Linked DNA regions of Mus musculus: region 1 is linked to region 2. Evidence: chromatin contacts called from public Hi-C data. All regions are on one chromosome and are shown on one strand. Each heading gives the region's core, a stretch centred on a gene start, on an enhancer-like site or on the middle of the called end of the contact. The rest is flanking DNA. Distances are from core to core; before and after follow the strand shown.

The links. A called contact is a pair of places that touch in the nucleus more often than the background predicts.
Region 1: a Hi-C map of uterus shows a contact between it and region 2, with 3 times the contacts expected there. The contact joins two enhancer-like sites. A contact is called at or near these places in 3 of 484 Hi-C or Micro-C datasets (all in uterus), 2 of 115 datasets of contacts at active chromatin or transcription factors (astrocytes and embryonic stem cells) and 1 of 9 other capture datasets (embryonic stem cells).

What each region holds. Positions count from the first base shown.
Region 1 is chr9:30,843,085-30,845,939 of GRCm38.p6, forward strand. No RefSeq gene overlaps it. Among named protein-coding and RNA genes, the nearest start is that of Gm31140, 35 kb to the right of the region's middle. Within about 2 kb of position 1,252, at least 22 of the 459 cell types and tissues checked have an H3K27ac peak or open chromatin away from gene starts, as enhancers often do. A contact at or near this core is called in uterus, where this site is marked.
Region 2 is chr9:30,591,271-30,594,314 of GRCm38.p6, forward strand. No RefSeq gene overlaps it. Among named protein-coding and RNA genes, the nearest start is that of Snx19, 170 kb to the left of the region's middle. Within about 2 kb of position 1,476, at least 15 of the 459 cell types and tissues checked have an H3K27ac peak or open chromatin away from gene starts, as enhancers often do. A contact at or near this core is called in uterus, where this site is marked.

The DNA.
Region 1 (2,855 bases), core at 2-2,501, 250 kb after region 2:
GCACTAAGGCTCAGACAGGAGGTGGTTGTAACATTTACAGAACCAGTTGCAAGCCAGCCATTCTGCAAAGCTGAGCATGGAATGAGGAGGGAGGGGGTTCAGCCAAGCTCTTCGAGCCTTTGTCTGTAGATTTGGGGGAGACGTAGAGATGCTCCAAGTGCCTGCATTTATAAGAGATGCTTAGCAAGCTGGGTGAATGGTCAAGTTGGCTGGGAAAGAGGAAGCTTCAGAGGAAAGAGCAGGAAAGGGCCAGGCAAGCTGAGTGTGGTTTCCCTGCAAGAAGAGACTTGAGGTCAGGCTAGGGAAGAAATGAGAAGTTTGGGGGGGGGCTTGAATTGTCCTGGGAATCATCACAAAATCCCAAGAGCTGTTGGGCTTGCTATTCTCATTCTACCAAAGGGAAGACCAAGACCAAATATGTTAAAGAGCTCATCTAAGGACCTGCCAAAGACAGGTAGTGTTCCCAAACCCAGGTCTGTTCCATTGCTGAGCCTGGATCCTTCCCCACCCCAAAATGGTAAACTTCTGTTTTGTAGAACTGTCCTCTAGGTCCTCCCAACAGCACAAATCTCTGGGACTATATACAAAAGCTTGCCCCTGCTAAAAAAAAAAAAAAAAAAAAAAACATGGGACAGATGCAATAAACAAAATCTAGACTCAGGGAAAACGCAGCTTGCAGTTCCTGAAGGGACTTCTATCACCTAGTCTAACCTGCACAGTTAGGAATCCTGAGGCAGAAAAAGAACTCACATGTAACAGTCCAAAATCCAGGAGGAAGGACTCAATTAACTCTATGGTGGGTTACAATCTTGGTACTCTTCGAAAAGTACAACATTTAGACAATGTCACTGTGGATGGGCTAAGAGTCTTGGCCTCAATATACAGCCAGATATGGTCTGGCCCCAGATGTTGGTCTCTTTTAAACACATCAACAGCTTTCAAAAAGGACAGCATGTCTCAACTAAGCCTAACACAACCCATCTACGACTTGCTGGCCTGTTTATTTGTTCTGCGCATCTGTTTGGCTACAGAAAGATGGCTAGACCTGGGAGAACAGCATTCCTTGCCTGCAAGCCTTCTCATCAGCTGGACAGATGGGCCAGTTAGCAGGGCTCACAGGAGGAGGGATGTTAAACAAGACCCAGATAGCAGCTGACCCAGGCCATCGGACTCCACGTGCCGAGGTTGAGCAACAGCGCAGACAGCTCCTCCACCTCCGTCTCACCATGCCTGTGCTGACCCTGCTGGCAAGGAGCTGATGGCTGGGGTGGTATCACTGCTGGGAAATAGACTGGTTCCAACCCCCCTCCCTCTCCCTGGTGGACTGACTCCCTCCCTCCCTCCCTCCCGGTGCTGGCTACATCTGCACTGCTGTCATCATGAGGAGAGACTGGAGCCTGGAATACAGTCAGCTGATAGGAGCCGTGCACATGTTTGGGACCTTGACCCTGCCTTCCTTGGTGTGAGATGAGAGAGCTTGGGCTGCACTGACCTGCTCTTGACTGGCCAAAAATGAGGTGCCTTCTCTCTCTCACACTCTTGCCACGGACAGTTCTGAAGCCTCCTTCGGAACACCTGCATCCCAGCACACCCACACACAGATGCAGTCCAACCTGGGAGCTCTAGTCTTTGCAACCTGATTCCTCCTCTGGGAAGGCTCTCTTGGATCCCAGGAGCAAAGTTAAATGCCCTTATCGCTAATCTCCTCTGGTACCTTGGATTCACCTCTATGGATAGATTTAGTAAGAGAAAACCATTAAGGAAGCCTGCCTGAGTTCCAGTCATACCACTTGCTTGCAGGAGTTCCTGCAAGGAATATTTAATCTGGTAAGGGAGAGTGGCAAAGTGCTTCAAGTTCACCCACAGTACAAAGTGCTTGCAGGCGAGAGTCATGCACTACAATTAAGGTCTCATTCCATGGCAAACAACATGTGCAGTGGTGATCCTAGAAGTCTGCACAAGCTTCTCCATTGCCTAGTAACATTGTAGCCATTGTGATCTCATATGGAAACCAATTACTCACATATATGTGGTGATGTTAGTGTAAACAAACCAACGGTATTGCTAGTGTGTAGGTCCCGGAGAATACAGTTCTATCGCTTGTTTGTTTGTGTGTAGATTGTGCTTTCAACTGTTGCTTTAGGGTGTACTCCATTTTGTAAAAACTAATTTAAGTTTACTGAAAACAGAGTATAGCATGACAACAGCAGCCTCATACGTCTCGTGTTTGTTGTGTCTTTTGATGGCCTTGAGGCCTCGTGGAGTAATGAGTCTATATCTCTTAGGCATTTGTGGTACTCAGATCACAGCACAATTGCTTAACGATGTACTTCTCAGAGTCCATCCCAGTTAATAATGTATGAGTTGGTCTGTGTAGGGAAATAGCCATTTTTATATCTAGGTGATAGATCAATAGGTAGACCTAGATCTGTCTTTGTGAAAATCCCAGTAACAACACACACACACACACACACACACACACACACACACACACCTCTCCAAATATATCAACCTTGCATGCATATTTACAATTGACATTCTCAAGCATTAGTTATCACATCACCATCTGTTTATTTATATGCATTCTCCGTCGGGCTATGACTATTTTACATATCCCTTAAGTCAAGGCCTAGAACTCAGTGAGTGCTCAAAACTAAAACAAATACCAAACTGCTGTGCTGCCCCGTCCAGCATGGATACTATCAACTGAGGCAGAAAAGCCCAACTCACCCCCCCACTCCTCCCCAGTCTTTTGAATTTCCCAGAAGAATCTCAAATGGAACGTTCCAGGAGAGGCCTGGCTTTAATTTTAATAGATGAAGAGAGCCAAGTGCTCGGGAAATGCTTTATCCTGG
Region 2 (3,044 bases), core at 226-2,725:
TGGGCAGCTGAGCAAACACCGCAACCTATCCCCAGAGCTCAGAAAGCAGGGAAAGAGGAAATGGATGAAGTCATGCTGGCAAGATTTGTGTCACTCTCCAGTAATTAGGACCCTTGCCCAACCACCTCCCAGCCTTGCACACCCACAGGTGTGTTGTCCTTCCCCAGCTGGCATAACAAGGCCATGCCAGGTCTGATGCCGAGACAGCCCCGAGCCATCCAAGACTAATATAGCCAGGCCGTGGAAGCCAAGCCAGAAAGAAGAGGGCAGGGTCTTCTCAGTCAAGTGAAAATAAATTGCAAGATGACATTGTGTATGTTGTTGCCATGGAGAGGAAAGATCTCTGATCTCAGGGCTCTTCAGTGAGTCTGTTCCTGCAGAGCCAGGTGGTCCTGGAGTAAGGGGCTGGTAATTACCACAGTGCTGGGACAACCAGGAGACCAGCTGAGGTTCCTGATTGTCAAGGGACTTCAGAGAGACACGTCGTCTGATACTTTTGCACCTCTTTATTCAAATTTTTCATTGATTATCTTCATGAGCTAGATGGAACTATTTACTAACTCTATTTATAAATGAGAAGAATTCCTCAAAATGTGCGTGTTAAACCTCTATCCCCAGCGTGTGTGTGTGTGTGTGTGTGTGTGTGTGTGTGTGTCTGTGTGTGTGTGTCTCTGTGTGTGTGTGTATCTGTGTATCTGTGTGTCTGTGTGCCTGTGTGTCTGTGTGTCTGTGTGTCTGTGTGTCTGTGTGTCTGTGACTCTGTGTCTGTGTCTGTGTCTGTGTGTCTGTGTCTGTGTCTGTGTCTGTGTCTGTGTCTGTGTCTGTGTCTGTGTCTGTGTCTGTGTCTGTGTCTGTGTCTGTGTCTGTGTCTGTGTCTGTGTCTGTGTCTGTGTCTGTGTGTTAAGCCAATCTTTGGTATCATTCTTCAGGCACTCTATGGCATGTTTGCTAAGACCAGCTCTCTCACTGGCCTGGGCTCACTGATTCAGCTAGGCTGGCTTCCTGATCAATGAGTGCCAAAGATCCAACTGTCTCTATCTTCACAGCACAGGATTACAGCTCACACCATCAGGCTCAGATATCTTACATGGGTTCTGGGAACCAAACTCCAGTCTTCTGCTTGCACAGCAAGCAATTTACTGACTGAACTATCTCCCCTGCCTCGGAAGAAGACACTGGTTTATTCATTCTATTGTTATTTCAACTCTGTGGACTTGTGCTAGGGGGAGGGAGAGGGGAGGACAGCAATATTTGGAGGGGTCAGCCTTGCTTCCTTTTTCCTTCCCATTTTCTCTTTTATCACCCATTTGCATGACTCTACTGCCTGAACTCCCCCAAAGTCTCATCTAGGATTGGGAGTGCATGAGGCAGGCCAACCAGAACCCCAAACATGTGTTCTTGCACACATGCACTATGCTGAGTCAGAGCTCCCCATTCAGATCTTTCTGGATGGTCCAATGGCTTCCTGCTAATCACTCATGCGCCTGGTGCATGGTGACTTTTTTGGCAAGGAAAAAATTGTTGTCAGAAGACCAGACTCTAACAATTTAATTTCGACATCTTAATTGACTTTATTTTCAATTCTAGAATTGGGCAATACTTTATTCCATAAAATAGGGTAAGTGTTCTGCTGAGCTAAGCACAAAAGTTTGGGTTTCTAGACAGAAGAACTCAGAAGTTAAAAACAAGCAAAGTTGCCTAGCAGGGAGCCAGAACAATAGGAAAAGAAATGAATTGTTAACCGGGTTGTTATTCTCAAAGTTACCTTTGAAAGAGAGGACTAAGGCAGAGACTTCATATGATTTCAATTAAAACTAGCCTGTTTAAGAAATGGAGCTGTCTTCGTTCTTTCTTTCTTTTTTTTTTTGAAAGTCAAATCAATAGTTAGTTCCAGATTATTTGCCTGGAAATGTAGCATGAGGGACTCGATTTTGATTTTGAGTCCAGTATGCTGAGGTCCAGATCAGAAACCTACTCTGAAACAACCTCCCAGAATTTGTATTCAGTACTGTGTTTGTGTGTGTGTGTGTGTGTGTGGGGGGGGTTGCTTGCTTTAATTTTAATTTTAATTTTTTATGCCTTTGTAGATCCTTAATAGGATGTTGCAAGCTTTTCAGCAGTGCAGACATACAAGCTACTAGCATTCCGGGAATATCCTTTGTATATTTTAGAGTGCTGATATACACAGTAACATCTCTATCTCCCTTGGATCACAGCTCTGCTCTATGCTCCTTGCTGCTGCTGCTGTATCTCAAGAAGCAGGCTGGGGGCAGCAGAGATGGCTCAGTAGCTAAGGGCACAGACTATTCTTACAGAGGACCCATTGGATTCCCAGCACCCATGACCAGCAGCTACACAACCAACTCCACCCACAGGGTACCTGGTGCCCTCTCCTGGCTTCTGTTGGCACTGGTACTCACATGCCCATACTCACATACAAACAGACAGAAATAAAAAATTAAAAAGATAGAAATTAAATCTTTTTTAAAAAGTCATTGCTCTCTCCTTCCATCCCCCACCCCCACCCTCCCCGACAGCCCTCCTATTGCCATCCCCATCCTTCATCAAGCCAGTCCCCTCCTTGCATCCAGCTACCCAAAAGCCTAATCTATTTCCCCTTCTCAGTGAGATGTGAGTGTGATCCCTCAGGCCCTCCTTGTTACTTAGCTTCTTTGGGTTTGTGGTTTGTTGCATGGTTATTCTGTACTTTATGACTAATATCCACTTTTAAGTGAGTACATACCATGTTTGTCTTTCTGGGTCTGGGTTACCTCACTCAGGATGATCTTTTCTAGTTCCATCCATTTGCCTGCAAATTTCATGATGTACAGACAACTGGATTGGTGGTGGGGTCAGGGGGTATCTCCGGGATGAGCAGGACAATGGACACTTCCAGGAATCTATGAGCATGCTTATGAGGATGCTAGGACTCCTAGCAATGGAGGATATGGGGCCTGAACAGGCCATCTCCTGTAACCAAGTAAGACTTCCAATGGAGGAATTGAGACATCAGCCCAGCCACAAAACCTTAGACTCGAAATTTG